2 separate regions of the Mus musculus genome follow, and region 2 is linked to region 1. Evidence: chromatin contacts called from public Hi-C data. All regions are on one chromosome and are shown on one strand. Each heading gives the region's core, a stretch centred on a gene start, on an enhancer-like site or on the middle of the called end of the contact. The rest is flanking DNA. Distances are from core to core; before and after follow the strand shown. Region 1 holds the start of Gorasp2 (golgi reassembly stacking protein 2). Region 2 holds the start of Atf2 (activating transcription factor 2).

Region 1 (7,803 bases), core at 2,303-4,802:
TTCAACATACAGGGACTGTAGGAGGCAGCCTATAGTACTTCTATAAAACCTAGAAGCCCTAAGGACACATTGTCTGTAAAAAGTGATACATAGTTCTAGCCTATTGTTTGGATTTTAAAAGTAACATTTCTTTAAACTCTGTGACACAAGTAGTCTGGAACTCAAAATATGGACCAGGCTGAGCTTAAACTCGGAGATCTGCCTGCCTCAGCTTCCAGAGTGCTGGGAATAAAGGTGTGTACTACAGAGTTCACTTTGGCAGTGGTATGTGCATATGCCTGCACAGGCCAGAGGTATAACTCTTACAGTTAAAGTTATAGGCATTTGTGAGCCATCCAATTTAGATGCTGGGAACTGAACACGGGTCTTCTCCAAGAGCAGTATGTGACTTTAACCAGTGGGCCATCTCTTCGGCCTAAGTACCCACTTTTAAAAAATAACTTTTGAAAATATTCAGGGTGTTTGATAAACTTTTCCTTGAAAGTACAGCTTTCTGATTAATTAATTAGTTCCAATTTACTTACCAAGAAATAAAACTGCTAATTATTTAGGCTGTATGACTAATCTATCTTTATTTGTTCTTGATTTTAAACAGGGTCTCAGTCTGTAACTAAGAGTAGCCTAAAACTCATTTTGTACTCAAACTTGGTCTTCAACTTTTGGCAATCCTGCCTTACCTCACAAGTGCTGGATTATGGGTGTGGTTGACCACACCCCACTCTAATATATATTTTGCCCACACTCAACTTCATTATGCCACAGCATTCAAAACCTTTGTGGCATATATATAGGGGGTAGAGGAAAGCACAGGAAAATAAAGACAAAAACTCCAGCAGTATTTACCTTTAGACAGTGCAATTTCATGAAACTTTATCTTGAAATGTGTTTAAGTGTTCTATAAAGAACGGATAACCAGAAAACACAGCAACTTAGTAAAATGAAGATCAGTACTTACAGAATGTTAAGTCTGTAATTTTGGAATGTATAATTCAAGTGAAACAAAAAGAATTTAAGGGTCTGAACATATCCTTTGAAGAATTAAAGACCAGAAAACTCCGTGCTCAACACCAGGAGGTGCTAGTTAACCACATTCTCCTATGAAGCTCAATGCAGTGAACCTCACGGCCCTGTTAGGAAACATCACAGTCACAGTAGGTATCATATGCTTCCACCAGTTACACAAAGAAGCAAAAACCTGAGAAAAGCAGATGAGGTGTGGGAAGAGATGCTTCTCTGCATAAAACACACTGAATGACCGCAGGAGAAACCCTGCCGTGGTCAGTCACCTCTGCAATGGGGATAACAGTAAATATATAATGGGATCACAATTGCACCGAACCATGCGGGAAGGCAGAAAAAAACACGTATACGCCACCTAAGAGAACAGACAGGAAGACAGAAATTCATAGCACCTAAGAAGATAAAGTACTCTGCTTAGAGTAATTGCTGGGTCTGTTTCCGATTGCCCAAAGATTGTAAAGCAGAGCTGAGCAGTAAGTACTGAAAATAATCTCTCCAAGTTTACTTGATTATGTGGATTCCTGTAAGATAGCAGCAGATACGGGCATCAGAAGAGCAAATAGTGTTTTTACCACTAACAAGTGAACGGCCAGCAAACTGGTAGTTACCACAGAAAGTGAAATTACATCAGTTCAAACATGGGTGAGTTTATCTCAAAAGTTTCCTGCTATAGACACATTGGCTCACAAGATCGGGGTCTGTAGTGGGACGTACCACCATGCCTTAGGAAGCAACGGATAGGAGGGAGAGAACTCTTTTTTTCTCTCTGAAAACAGAGGTAAGGCAATGAGTGGCAAAATCAGGGAGAGAGAGGGTTAAAAACTTAAAAACATTTGCTTTCATGACATAATCACTAAAGCTCCCTTGGTTTATACCCTCTATACAATGATTTCATATTTTGTAACATTTGTGCTCCAGATGCAGACTGGTAACTGGGGCTGCCCCTACTATTTCTAAAGCTCAAGGAAGAGAGTAATAACACACCTGTACTAACTATGTGTGCACTCAGAAATCCTCCGAAGCACACCTATGAAGACGACATACTTCAACTGTCTTCCATAGGAATGAGCTCATTAAACTGAAGTTCTGTTGACATGAAGATCCATCTAAGACCCTAAAGACTATTTTTTTTTCCTACTCATTAACACTAATGTGTCTTACTAGGTTTCCCTGGGTGTTTATTATAATAAAAATACTGCAGCTCCCTAAGGGTTCATGGCCACACTCAGAATCTGCAAGTAACAGGATAATACACCTCACATGAGTCAACTCAGAATCAGACCAGATGAAAAAGCATCGCCATTAATTTTCCTACGAACCCGGGATGAAGCAGTTCTTTCTCCTGTGTTTCCTATTAGTGTGGGATTTAGGAGTTTGGTTAGCTGAAGGAAATAGGAAAGTAATATGGCATATGAAGAAACACCCTGGAAAAACAAGGGCTTCAAAAGTCTCTTTTGAGTGGAATGGAGAGACAACCACAATCCCGACAACCAGGTGACCAATCACAGTCCTATCGTTCAGGTATCTGGGCTATTTTAAAACGTTATCTCATTCAGAACATGCGACCCAGGGCAGAAAATGAAGGTAAGCAAGCACACTCTCAGAGAAGATTGTCCCTAAATGGCGATGCAGACTGAGGCCACTCTGTTCACAGCCCATGTTAGCACTCACACAGGTGTCACCACATTCCTGGTTCCACGAGGAAAGGACCGTTCACAGGCGGATGTGTCTTTGACCCCTGGTGTCTGGCGCTGCGTTTCCTCATCAAGCCTGGCTATTTTGGAAACTCTCCTCCGCGGACCTAAACCTCAATCTCCCCGACTATTTCATCTTAGAAAGAAGAACGGAAGTTCCTCTCCTCCAGGAAATGTTGGAGAGATCTGGAAGGGTCAGGAGCGACCCGGAACGGAAAAGTCCTATCAAAAATCAACTAAATTTAAGTCTGTCAAATCTAGCCCGAGGCCGTTCGTGCTCCTTTCCCTGTCCAGGTGGCCCTTGCAAGCATCCAGGGGTAGCCGAGATGAACCGACACCGGTCGTGACATCTCCGCTTAGCCTGTGGCTCCGTCACCCTCCCCGAGAACACAGGTACGGGTTCCGGCTCCTTCTGGAGGCGGCGCCCCTTGCTCTTCCTAACTCTGAAGCTCAGGCCAGTGCGCGGCGAGGCCGTGCGGAGGGCCAGGAGCCAGGGTGGTGGGTCCCGGGCCACGTCGCCGGCAGCCGCGCCCAGGGTGCTCCGCGGACTCGGGCCTGGCCGCCCCGGCGTCCCCCCGGGCCTTACCCGCAAAACGTGGTAGCCCTCGGTGCCGCCGCCCGGGATCTCGACGCTCTGCGAGGAGCCCATGGCGGCGGGCGATCCGTACGACCCGGCCGGCTCAGCGCTGCTCCGCCTCGCGCACCGCCCGCTTGGCGACTCCGCGTAGCTCTTGGGACGTGGCACTTGCAGCAGCCCGAGCCGGGCCGCACAGCCCGCCGGGAGATCGTCGCCCGGCAGCCACGGCCGCTGCCACGCCGCAGACAGCGCCCCCTGACGGGAGCCGGAGGGAACGATCGGAAGAGCGCAGCGGGCGGAGGCAGGGAGCGCGAGAAAGCGGAAAGACAGCCCGGAACGCGACGGCTCGCTACGGGGCCCCGGAGCAGACAAGACTTATCTCGGCGCGTTTCTACCTTCGCAGAAGGGTATTTGGTCGCAGCGCCTCCTGGTGACCAGAGGCCAGAGAGGAAGGGAGCAGATGCCGAGCACGCCTGGCGCTTGCTTTGTTTTAGGTCTTGTTTAATAAGATTGTATACCTGAGGATAGTTCACAGTGCCTTTCTGGGGTTGGAATATCAGGTATTCTCAGCTCACGTTTATAAAGAGCAGTGTTCCCTGAAATAAAAGCGGTTACTGTTTTGTTGTTTTTCTTCTCGTCCTGATAGAACACTACGGAGCTACGCAGGAGCGAGGGGCAGGGGTTGGATTTCCTTGGAATTTTGCCTGTTGCCCCACTGCACCCCTCTCAGTGTTCCCTGCCCCGTCTCCTCCCCATGCTATAGTTTGACTTTCAGTAATGGTGTCCCATCCAGGTGTTGACTGTCTTTGGTGTTTTGCAGTGTGAGCTATTATTAAGGGTTCTGAAGTATTCTAGTCCCAAATGGTTTTTCATAGTTAACCCAACACGCCACCAGTTAGATAGTCTAGTTTAAAGGATAGGTAGAGGAGCAAATGAGTGGTGCTCTAAAGAGCCAGGGGAATACAGTACGGGGACCTTTCTTCCCGACAGCTGACCAGTTCGCCATATGGAATCAGAATCATATGAAATTAAGAAGACTGGACTGAAAGAGATACCCATAGACAAAACTAAGAAATACCAGGAAGAGCTTGCATTGGGATCTGGAGTGAAGCCCAGAGGTTTCATAGTCCCTAGCCTGTGGAGGTGGAGGAACCTTGAAGGGATGGACCTTGTAGAAGGAAGTTGGAGTCTGTCCTTAAAGTAGGGAGTAGAACCCTGCCGCTTACTTTCTCTCTTTGCCTCACAGCTGCCCCGAGATGAACAGCTTTGCCAAAATAATGGAGCCAACAGCTATGGACTGAAACTACAAGCCAAACAAATCTTTCTTTCTCCTTTAAGTCGTTTTTTTGTCATTGACAAAAAGCTAACAGAAGGCCAATCTGAAAAAATTCCTAGGGCTGAAGAGGAAGGAGGCTTACGGGTTAAAAGTGTTGGCTGCTCAGTCATGTCAATGGGAATTCAGATCCCAGCACCGACAATAGACTGTCTATAATGCTTATAGCTTCAGCTCGAAGGGATCTAGCACCCTCTTCCAGCCTCAGTGTAGACACACACACACACACACACACACACACACACACACACAGAGAGAGAGAGAGAGAGAGAGAGAGAGAGAGAGAGAGAGAGAGAGCTGGGATCTTGCTGTGTTCTCCTGACTAGTCTTAAATCCCTGATTCCCAGTGACTCTCCTGCCTCAGCCTTCTGAGTAGCTGAGATATGCCACTGTGCCTGGCTTGTAAATGGCATTTTTGGTGCAATTGGAGAAACTTGAATATGGTTGCTAGAATATTAGATTTAGGAGAAGACTATTTCTTTTAATGAAAAGGAAGATAATTACTGAGGTAGGGAGCTAGTTAGAAGACAGACTGAGCCTATAGGCATATAAAATGATTTTTTAAAAATAAAGTATACATTAGTGCATTCCTCCACATAGGACTGTCTGGGATGATAAGAGAAGGGGCTATACTATGGACTTCTGAGTGGTAACTATGTATTTATCTTGGGTTCTTATGTATTCTATACTGCTCAAGGACCTGCCTTTTTATAACAATTTTTGTTTAAAAATTGAAAATAAATTACCACGTCTCTCTTTGCTGCTAATAAGCCAATTATAGTATCTTTCAAAGACCCCACGAGTCCATAGTTAAATAAATGAAAGGTGTGGTCACATGACTTCTCAAGAGCAGGGAGTGCAGCAGAGTTGGTTGCATGTTGCTGGTATGTACTGGAGTGCCTGGCAGCTAATGCAAAGAATCAATATTTAATACAAGACAATAAATATAAGAACTAGATTTGTTGATAATCATCTTATCCTGCTGGGCAGTTAATAATCTCCTTCATGGTACTGATATGTTCAGATGCCAAAGTTTTAGCTTAGGGGTTGGGAGATGGCTCAGGGTGAAGTCATTCACTGGGCAAACACAAAGACTCAAGTTCAGATCTCCAGAATGCACATAAAAAGCCAACCCATTGCTGCAGGAGTCTGTAGCCCCAGAACTGGGGAGGTAGACACAGAAAGAGCTTGGGGACTTGCTGGCTACCAGCCTAGTGCCAGGTTCCTAGAGACCCTGTCTTAAGGAAATAAGTTAGAAAGTGAGACCAGAGTACACAGTGACACACACACACGAGAGAGAGAGAGAGAGAGAGAGAGAGACAGAAGACAGAGACACAGAGAAACACATATGTATGTATGTATGTATATATATGTATAAATGTATATATGGGTGTGTTTGTGTATAAATTTGGATATACACACATATATAAATGTGTCAAAAGAGTATATATAAATCTAAATAGTATATAAAATAGTATATATAAATCTAAATAGTATATGTAAAATAGTATATGTAAATTTAATCTGTCAGCTTAAAATAGTAACAAGAGAAGAATCACACCTGAGAGCTGAAAACTCGGTAGTCACTTGATCCTTGGGGCTGAATGCGTCAAGTAGCCCCACAGTGGCTGTTTCTCTCTTCGAGTTGACAACCAGTGGTTACTCAATCCACAAGTCAGGGTGCCTCAGTCGTTCCAATCTGCTGCCAGAAGCGCAGAAGATTCCTGGAGAGCTGCTGGTCCCTTGTCCATGATGACAGCTTGGAAACTCTAGCTCTGATATGACTGAGGGAATCAGCAGCAGCAGCAGCAGCAGCAGCAGCACAAATCAACTCCATGGTAAGAGGGACATCCAAGTGAGCAGAAACAGAGATGATCTCCTCTCTGACAAACACGTTTTAGCTTGACTTAACTCATGCATGACTTAATTCATACAATTCCTGCACTTCTCAAAAGTTCATACCCCAGAAATTCACACTAGCTCTCTTCTCGTTGTGTGCTCTTGGAACAGTTAGCTCCTTAGTTTCTGGTAACATCTCAGCCATCACCATAGGCTTGCCTTTCAGTTGGGCTAAGAATCCAGCTTTTGAGGGCTGAGGGATGTAGCTCAGTGGTAGAGCCTGGAGCAGGTCTGGTATGATAGCATCCATTCACTATTAGATCTAGAGTTTATGGTGGGGAACATGGTGTTAGTATTTGTCAGGAAGTGTTTGCTTGGCATGTGCAAATCCCCTGCCTCAACCTCTTATTTTCCCACATTTTCCTGGAAGAGGAGGAGGAAAATTTAAAACATTACTGATTTGAATTAAATAACTTCACAAACAGTTAATGTGGCTTCTATTTCTGCCTCATCAATATGTCTGTTGTGTGGCAGTTACTAACAGGTGAGGTACAGATTTGAGACCTTTAAAAAAATATACCCATTACTCCTGTTCCTGGTATCAGTCTGCCTTCTTCATTTTGTTGGGGCATATGCTCAAATGGAAGGTAATGAATAAGATCCTGAGGATGCCGCCAAAGCGAATGTAAATAAATTCAACACAGTGGAGGAAAACACATGGGAAATTATTGGCCATGTCAGTCACAGTCTGAGTCAGAATCTGCTGCAGGCAAGTTGGCATTTTGAAAACATCACAGGCAGCAGAAAAGTGGGCTTCTGCAAAAACCAAACACCAAACCAGATACCTACAGCTAAAACCAATCAATCAAACCAGTAGCGGCTTACTTCATAGAACCAGCCTTTATGCATTTCATCTGGGTTTTGTTGATTCTGAACTATCGTCAGTAAGCAACTCATGATGGCAGGGACACTTTTCTTCCTACGGACGAGTGCAGCCTTATCCCTCCCTGCCCATAACCTGGAAGGTCTGGCTCCTTCCTGAAGAGATCAGATAAGGGGTCAGTCCACACGGCAACCCCTTCGTTGTGTAGTCTGCTTTGCTACTTAGCAAAATTGTCATGTTAACGCCATAGAAGCCCAGCGGCCACTGCCAGGACTACAGGGACTGATGACCTGTGGGCAGTGTATGACTCCACATGATTGGTACCCAGGAAGGGGCAATTTAGCAGGATTCTGCTCATAAAACACACGGAGTGAGAGCTGGGCTGAGCAATGAACAGATTGCTGTCTGGGAACTGGCAAACTCGAAGAGAAACACAATTTCGCATATTTGCATATCA
Region 2 (7,803 bases), core at 1,719-4,218, 3.2 Mb before region 1:
ATTTAGCTTAGGAGAGCTGGGTTTGAGATCTAACAGTACCAGGTGTAGATAATAACTTGATATAGATACTATTTTGATATAGATAATAACTTGATATAGATAATATCTTGATATAGATAATAACTTGATAGCAGAAAATCTAATGCCAAAGCTACTGTCACTTGAGATGAAAATAAATCAATCTGGAGACAAGAATTTCCATTTTTACCCAGGTGATGGTGGTGGTCTTGGTGGTGGTATACACACACCTATAACCCAGCAGAGGCAGAGACAGAGACAGACAGATCTCTGTTAGTTCAAGGCTCACCAGGTCTACAGAGCAAGTTCCAGGACAGTTAGGACTACATAGTAAAAAACAGAAACAAACAAAAAGTGTTTTAATATACATGGTGAAAAAGCAATGTAAAAACTCAATTCTAATGGACAAAGTTCTTTTGAAGTGCTTTAACATTTTTAGGTTTTTTTCCCCTTGGGTTAGATATTGTCGGCTGGAGGAAAGCAGCATCTTAGAGACAGTCATCTGGACCTAGCAACTTATGATCTGGCAGGCCTATATTCTTGTCTGTTAGCCTTCCAACCAGTAATGAGCAGCTGACACCTTGCTGATATAATTAGTGTTCAAGTCTATTGACATTACTGCACTGTTACTAAGTTTACAAGATGGTACTTTCTTTCTAACTTCAGAACCGACAGTGTTAATAATCTGGTTTCTTTCAGGTTTCTCAAGTAATTAAGCTAGTTTTAAAGGAAGATTGAGTTGGCTCACGTACATGTATACAGGCCAGCAACCTATTAGAAGGTCCAGTGACATTACAATTTCACTTTCATGCTAGGCATCATTATTAGACGGCAGGCTCATTAACTCTCAGATACTATTCCAGACAAACTTACAATTTTAGATTCACTTGGCGTGGAGAAATTGGGTGTATTTTATGTAAAGACACGAATTGTATTCATAAATCTAAATTAGAAATACGCATTTAACAAATGGAAAAGCATGATACTAAAAAAAAAGGCTTGCTTTTTAAAAATCAGTGCAAGATTTCACAGGCGCCTTAATCACATTTTGCAACTTGTACATATTTATTGGACAACCAACATCCCTAAAATAAGCACCAAAATCTTCAGTAGGAATAAGTATGTTTAGGAGTAGTGCACCTGAACCAGTTATGGAATTGTAAAGGTCTGTAAAGGTCTGTCTCTTTCATTGTCATTACACTAATCAGTCGTCCTTCTTCTTGCCCCCAATTTTAAGGACATTACTTTGTGTGTATGAGTGTTTGACTGCATAAACGAATGTGCACCACATGCCCACGGAGGCTGGAAGAGGTTGTCCGATCCCCACCCCCACCCCGCTTTTATGAGCAGCTGAGCAGGTATGTGGTGATAGGAAACTAAACTTGGGTGCTCTGCAACATCAGCAAGCACTCCTAACCATCTGTCCAGTTCCTTCCCCCGCCCCGCCCCCTAGTTTTTTTGAAACCTACTTCCTACATTAACAGGCATTTCTTTGGCACTACAATTTATAGAGCAAAGGAAAATATTGTGGGAAGAATGCCTCTTCTCTGCTGGGTTCTCATTGGCGTCCTTTAGTCCTCCTTAAAACATTAACCAAACCGGACGTGGTGGCGCATGCCTTTAATCCCAGCACTTGGGAGGCAGAGGCAGGCGGATTTCTGAGTTCGAGGCCAGCCTGGTCTACAGAGTGAGTTCCAGGTCAGCCAGGGCTACACAGAGAAACCCTGCCTCGAAAATTTAAAAAAATAAAAAAATTAATACCGATCTCTTAAGCTTTAAATGAATGAAGTGATTCTATTGAAATTAATAATTTTAATTAATTTCTTAATTCTACGTCAGGTACCCTGGAAGTGGAGTTATAGACGGCTTAAGGGTTACTTGCGGATGTCCTGGAACTCACTCTGTAGACCAGGCTGGCCTTGAACTTAGAAATCCGTCTGCCTCTGCCTTCCGAGTGCTGGGATTAAAGGCGTGAGCCACCACGCCCGGCTCGCATCCAGTACTGTTAACCGCTGAGACATCTCTTCGGTCCCTGAAATTTGTATTTTTATATCTAACTAAGTAAAGGAAATTTGATAAAAGAAACACTCATAATTACAAGAATTTTTCTCTAGGAAAAAGATCGTTGCTTTGTTTTAAAATATGGTGACATGGGGGTGGAAGACGGTGTATTTCCTTTTGATCACTGCCTTTGAACATACTCGTATGTAATATACCATATACTTGACATAGGGTGGTGGGGAAGATCGGCTCCAGTTCTGGCTTAGTAAAATCCGAACAAAGAACTCTCTAAGAAAAGGTTTCTATTTTCTACGCAGGGCTGACTTATTTTGCTTCAGTGTGCACATGGGGGCGGAGGTGATGACTGGCAAACCCCGACTCTCCAAAACCTTAAGCGTAGCTCTCTCTCCAGCTCTGGCTTCTCGGTACACGGAGAGTGGTCCAGAAGCGCTTCTCCCTTCATAGTCTCATATCCCTAGCGAAGTCAGAAACCAATACGACAGAGACATCCGGCGCCAGGGCTGGGCTCCTTTAGGCTCCCCGACCTCACCTTTCTTCTCTCACACCGCCCACGCCCTCCTGCTCGCTCCTCCGCCACCTGCGCGCGCGCCCCAGATCCGGTGCAGCTTCTCGTGCCCGCCTCCCGACGGCTGCCAATCACAGCTTTCTGCAGTTCCCTGGTTACCGAAACAACGGTCCTTGGGCACCTTGGCCACGCCCCTTTGGACCTGCTTCCCGCCTTTCGTGCTTTTCGCCCAATCACTCGCGTCCGAGTGTTCTTTGGTTCCCGCCTCCCCGCCCCCGCCCTCCTGAAGACCCGCCCTTTTTCCGAGGCACGACGGAGTCACCTGACCCGCGGGCGCTCCCTCGGTGGAAAGCAGGAAGGGGCGTGTGCGTGAAGGGGAGGGGCGCAAGAAGAAAGCGGCAGGGATGCCGGGAGTGGGGCGGGGAGAAGGTTTGTCAGTCGGATCTCGCGAGAGAGGACGGAAGCCTGTGGGAGCCCGTGGCCTTTAAAGTGCGATTCAGCCCTCTCCTCCGGGGCTAGTTTGTAAACACGGCCGGCCTCCGGGCTCGCGGGTGGCTGGCAGGACCATGAATTAGTGACCTGGAAAGGTGAGTAATGGTGGAAGGGCCACGGGCTTGGAGGTTGTAGGGATGCAGAGGAAGAAGGTGCTAACATGGCGACGTCGCTGCCTGTAGTCTCCACCCCCCGCCTCCCACCCCTTTTGCGCCCCTGCTGTGGACCCCAACCCTACGGACGGCGGTGGCCGCGTTGCCGCCTCTGGTCTGGCGGAGCGACCGGACCGTTAGGTAACGCGCTGCGGCTCCGGCCGGCCCCTCCCTCGCGCGCTTTCCCAAGCCTGAGCGAGAAGGAATAACGGCTCTTCTCCGACCCCTCCCTCCGACTTCTCCTCTGGTGTGGTCACTTGAGAGGTCCCCGAGGCGCCCTTCGGATCCGCCCATCTGTCGGGGAGACCCCCGCCGCTAGTCCTTGATCGCGCTGCCCAGAGGGCCCACGCTGGGCTCCCCACCGGGGACTCGGGCGATCGAGGGTTTGGGATGGTGCGTTGAAGGATTGGGAAGCAAGGGTCTCTGGCCTCGGTGGAACGTGATGGAGCCAATGGTAATGGAGAACCTGCTGGTGGTCTCGGCCTTTTCTGTCCTTTCTGCCGCCCTCACACTCCCGCCGCCGCCACCCCCCCCTTTCCAGGTGGGGCGGGGCTGAGGTGTGGGTGCAGGTTGATTCTGCTATTCCCCCCCACACCCCATTTACTTCGACCGGTGTTCTGCAGAGCTTTTGTAGGAAAATAATCTGTGCCTTTTATTACCCCAGGGACAAGGAAGAGAGGTAGGGAGAGATGTGTGTATGTCTCCCCGGGATGCTCACTCATTGAACCAGACCTTGGAGGAGATGGGAACTATTTTTATGCACATAGGTATTATAAAATTGTCTCTTCTTTAATGGAGACTCTTAAACTGGGAAGGTCGAGTAAAACTACCACCAGTATAATTGAGTAAAAGGGATACTCATGATAGACTCTAGGCCCATCGACTAATACCTAGTTTACCTTGTGGAAGTCACAGTTTCTTGGGGATTATAAACTAGGGACACGTTCACACCAGATGCAGGTAATGCTGTTTTTAACATCTGACCAAACACGGACTGTTCTGAGCTCAGTTTGTCCTGTTTGAAGAAATTCTTAACCCTTGGCCATTGTCAAGTAATAACCGTTCCAGGAATACTACTCATTTAGCGCCAAATGGCCTGGGTCTCTAGCACCCAAATGGTAAGACTTTATAAAGGCTTATTTTAAAACAGTTAACTCTAGATGAAATAAGAGTCTTGTATTTAAATTTGCTAAACCTATTTGAAGAATCCCTGCAATAAACTTTTTTCAAAAGTATAGAAATATTTTGTAGAGTATGCTAAAAACATATCCTATATAAGCCAAGAAAACTAAGTACATGGATCTTTAAGGCCATCGATAGTTGAGTGATAATTAAGGTTCTAGGTCTTAAAATCATTAATAAATAATTGGAGAGATGTTTAGAGATGTTTTCATGGGTATTTTAAAATTTTAAAGCTATATTGTTTTGAAATGATACTATCCATTAAATATTTCATGACTAACATTAAGTCAAGAAATCTAGGTTTGTTTTTGTTTTTTTTTATTTTTAAGAAAACTTGAAAACTTGAGTTTTAATTATTATCTGTACTCTCCTAATCAATTATATTGCTAGATCTAGTAAATAACTTTACCTTACATGCTGTTTCCACTCATTTTTGACTTTAGTCTCTTCCAAAATGATATGTGTTTCTGTGAACTGGTATCACTTTCTTTTGTTACTCTTATTGAAATGCCCTTAGAAAAGTAAGTCTTATATTTAAAGCAAAATTTGTATTGGAAGCTGGGCGTGGTGGCGCACGCCTTTAATCCCAGGCAGAGGCAGGCGGATTTCTGAGTTCAAGGCTAGCCTGGTCTACAGAGTGAGTTCTAGGACAGCCAGGGCTACCCAGAGAAACCCTGTCTCGAAAACAAAACAAAACAAAAAAATTTGTATTGGAACCCTCCTTGATTAGAAGTCAATGAAAGTAATTAGATAATTCAATGAAAGTGATTGGATGATTCAACTGACCTGTATGAAATTAATACATATAGTACTCCCTGTATTAACTTGTAGCCTACAAAACCACCTGTCATATAGTCAATGGTTTTAACATTTTGTGACTATCTTATATTCACATCTATTTCTATAGACTGAAATCTTGTCTGAAATGGAACATGTTCTATGTTTGTTTTTAAGATTTATTTATTTTTGTGTTTTGCTTGCATATATGTATGTGTACCATTTATGGGCAGTGCCCTTAGAGACCATCTTAAATCCTGAATCTCTAAAACTAGAGTTACATATTATTATGAGCCACCATGTGGGTGCTGGGAACTTATCCCAGCTGCTCTGCAAGAACAACAGGTACTCTTAACTGCTGAGCCATCTCTCCAGCCCTTTGTTTGCTTTTCTACCGTGCTAGGAAAGCTCTTTTTATTTTGTTGTTTCCAGACATGGCTTATCTCTGTAGTTGGCTATCCTGGAACTTGTTTGTAGACCAGGCTGGCCTCCACCTCACAGAGATCCTGCCTACCTCTACCTCCTGACCACTGGGACTAAAAGGTGTGCTCTTTTTTATTGAGATATACATTTCTCAAAATCTATTTATGTAATTTTTTTATTTTACAGTTATATGTGTCTAACTGCTTGTCTGCCTTCTTGCCTGTGTGGATGATAGCATATTTATGGAGATTAAAGGACAACATTGAAGAGTAAATGTTCTCTTTCCACCACATGGGTTCTGAGGATAGAACCCTGGTCATAAGGCTCAACAGCAAGAGCTTTACCCACTGGACCATCTCATTAGCCCTATATGTAACTCTAATGTTGAAGATATAGTGATCCCTATTACTATTTTTGTCTGTGGGGGGAAATGGCAGAAAAACACTTTCTTTGTTATGTTTCTTAAAGTTAAAGAGTTAAAGTAAGGTATCATTTCATAGAAAATAGAAGAATGCATGAGTCTTTAAGGCCATTGGTAATTGTAATACGTGTTTCATATTACATGAAATATACAATTATAAACTTGTATGTGATATATATACCTTCTCATTTTTTATTGACAAACCTCAAACATATTTTTATTTTAAGATAGTCTATGATGCTTACTTTGTTCTTTTTTATAATCATAAAGGGATTTAAATGTATGTTTTATTTGCTATTGTATATGTGTATAATGTGCTTGTATTGGCATGTACATGCTACAACTTGGGTTTAGTGGACAGAACAACTTTATGGAGGTAGCTTTTTCTTTCTACCTTACATGCATTATGGGTATTGAACTCAGGTTGTCAGGTTTGCATGGCAAATGTTTTGCTGGATGAGCCATATCACTACCTCTAAAATAATTATTTCTTCTCTTCATCCTGCTCCTTTGGGGTCAGGGGACAACATGGGGTATGACTGTATCTTGAGAGTGTAGGTATATTTACTTGGGTCCATATTTTAACTGCTAATTGTCAGCCTTTCCCCACATTAATATCCAAGAAATCAAAAACAAAAACAAAAACACTTGAAATATAGTAGTGAGTGACTTGTGATCCTTTAGAAGGTTCTTAGAAAAACAGTAATTATGCTTGGCAAATAGTAAATGGACTTGAGTTAATTTTCGTAGTATATGTTTACATTCATCTGTACCATTAGCTTTTCTTTCTAACCTTTTGTTTTGTTACTCTGTTGTTTTTGTTCATTTGAGACAGGTTTCTCTGTGTAGCCCTGGTTGTTTGGGAACTCACTCTGTAGACTAGATGGCCTCAGACTCAGAGATCTGCCTGCCTCTGCCTCCTTAGTTCTGGGATTTAAGGCATGCGCCACTTTTGATTTTTTCAGTATGTTCTCTAACATGTTTTCATTTTGTCTAATGGAACTTTGCATACCAGTTTTCTATCTTTACTCATTTAGTTTTACCTTTTCTAGCTTTATAGTTTTCTATTATATTCGTTTTGTGATGTTTGATTGATTATGTAGTTAACCGAGCCACTTAAGCCACTTAATAAATTTCTCAGTATTAAATGCCTAAATGGAAGAAAATTGATTTAAATTTTTGTTATTTATTTGAAATAGGATGTCACTCTGTAATCCAGGCTGCTGGAACTCATGGCCTCAGACCTATGGCAATCTTGCAGCAGCCTCCAAGTCCTGAGATTACAGCCATTAGCCACCCTGTCTAGCTAATTTTTAATAATTTTAATTTTGAAGACAGAATCTCATGTAGCTTGCTCTGCTTTTTTTTCCCCTTTCTGATTTTAACGTTGAATTAATGAACGGTTTTGGGTTTTTTTGAGACAATGTTTCACTGTGTGTGTATTCCTGTATTTTTCTTTTGTATAAACTTTGTAGTATTTGCTACCGTTTTTTTCCTTTGAGTTGATTCTATAATATAATAAGCTCAGTGGAAATACTTATCAGAGAATATAAGTATTTGTGGAGTTGCCAGGACTTTTGCTTTCTCCCAGAAGGAGGCTTACTTACACTGGTGTTTTAGTGTGAGTGTGCTACCTTTGCCATCATTTTGTTAACTTGTGGTTATGATTTTCAATATGATATGATTACTTGACTGCGAGTTATTACTGGAAAAAAGTTATATTGTTCAGTAGTTTCAAAATCATAATATAGTTGACCATATAATTTTATAGTTATGAACAATGACCTATGTATTTGGACAAATACCTATTT

The links. Hi-C and Micro-C count contacts between places; a contact is called where the count stands out from the background.
Region 2: a Hi-C map of neutrophils shows a contact between it and region 1, with 7 times the contacts expected there. The contact joins the promoter of Atf2 here to the promoter of Gorasp2 in region 1. A contact is called at or near these places in 3 of 484 Hi-C or Micro-C datasets (CD4 T cells, cerebral cortex and neutrophils).

The regions. Positions count from the first base shown.
Region 1 is chr2:70,657,258-70,665,060 of GRCm38.p6, reverse strand. Gorasp2 (golgi reassembly stacking protein 2) reads right to left here and starts at 3,552. Exons shown (of 10, transcript NM_027352.4): 1 at 3,301-3,552. The coding sequence starts at 3,363.
Region 2 is chr2:73,887,804-73,895,606 of GRCm38.p6, reverse strand. Atf2 (activating transcription factor 2) reads left to right here and starts at 2,968. Exons shown (of 15, transcript NM_001025093.2): 1 at 2,968-3,132. It overlaps Gm10822 (a long non-coding RNA gene), which reads right to left and starts at 3,199. Exons shown (of 3, transcript XR_003953852.1): 1 at 2,868-3,199; 2 at 2,570-2,696.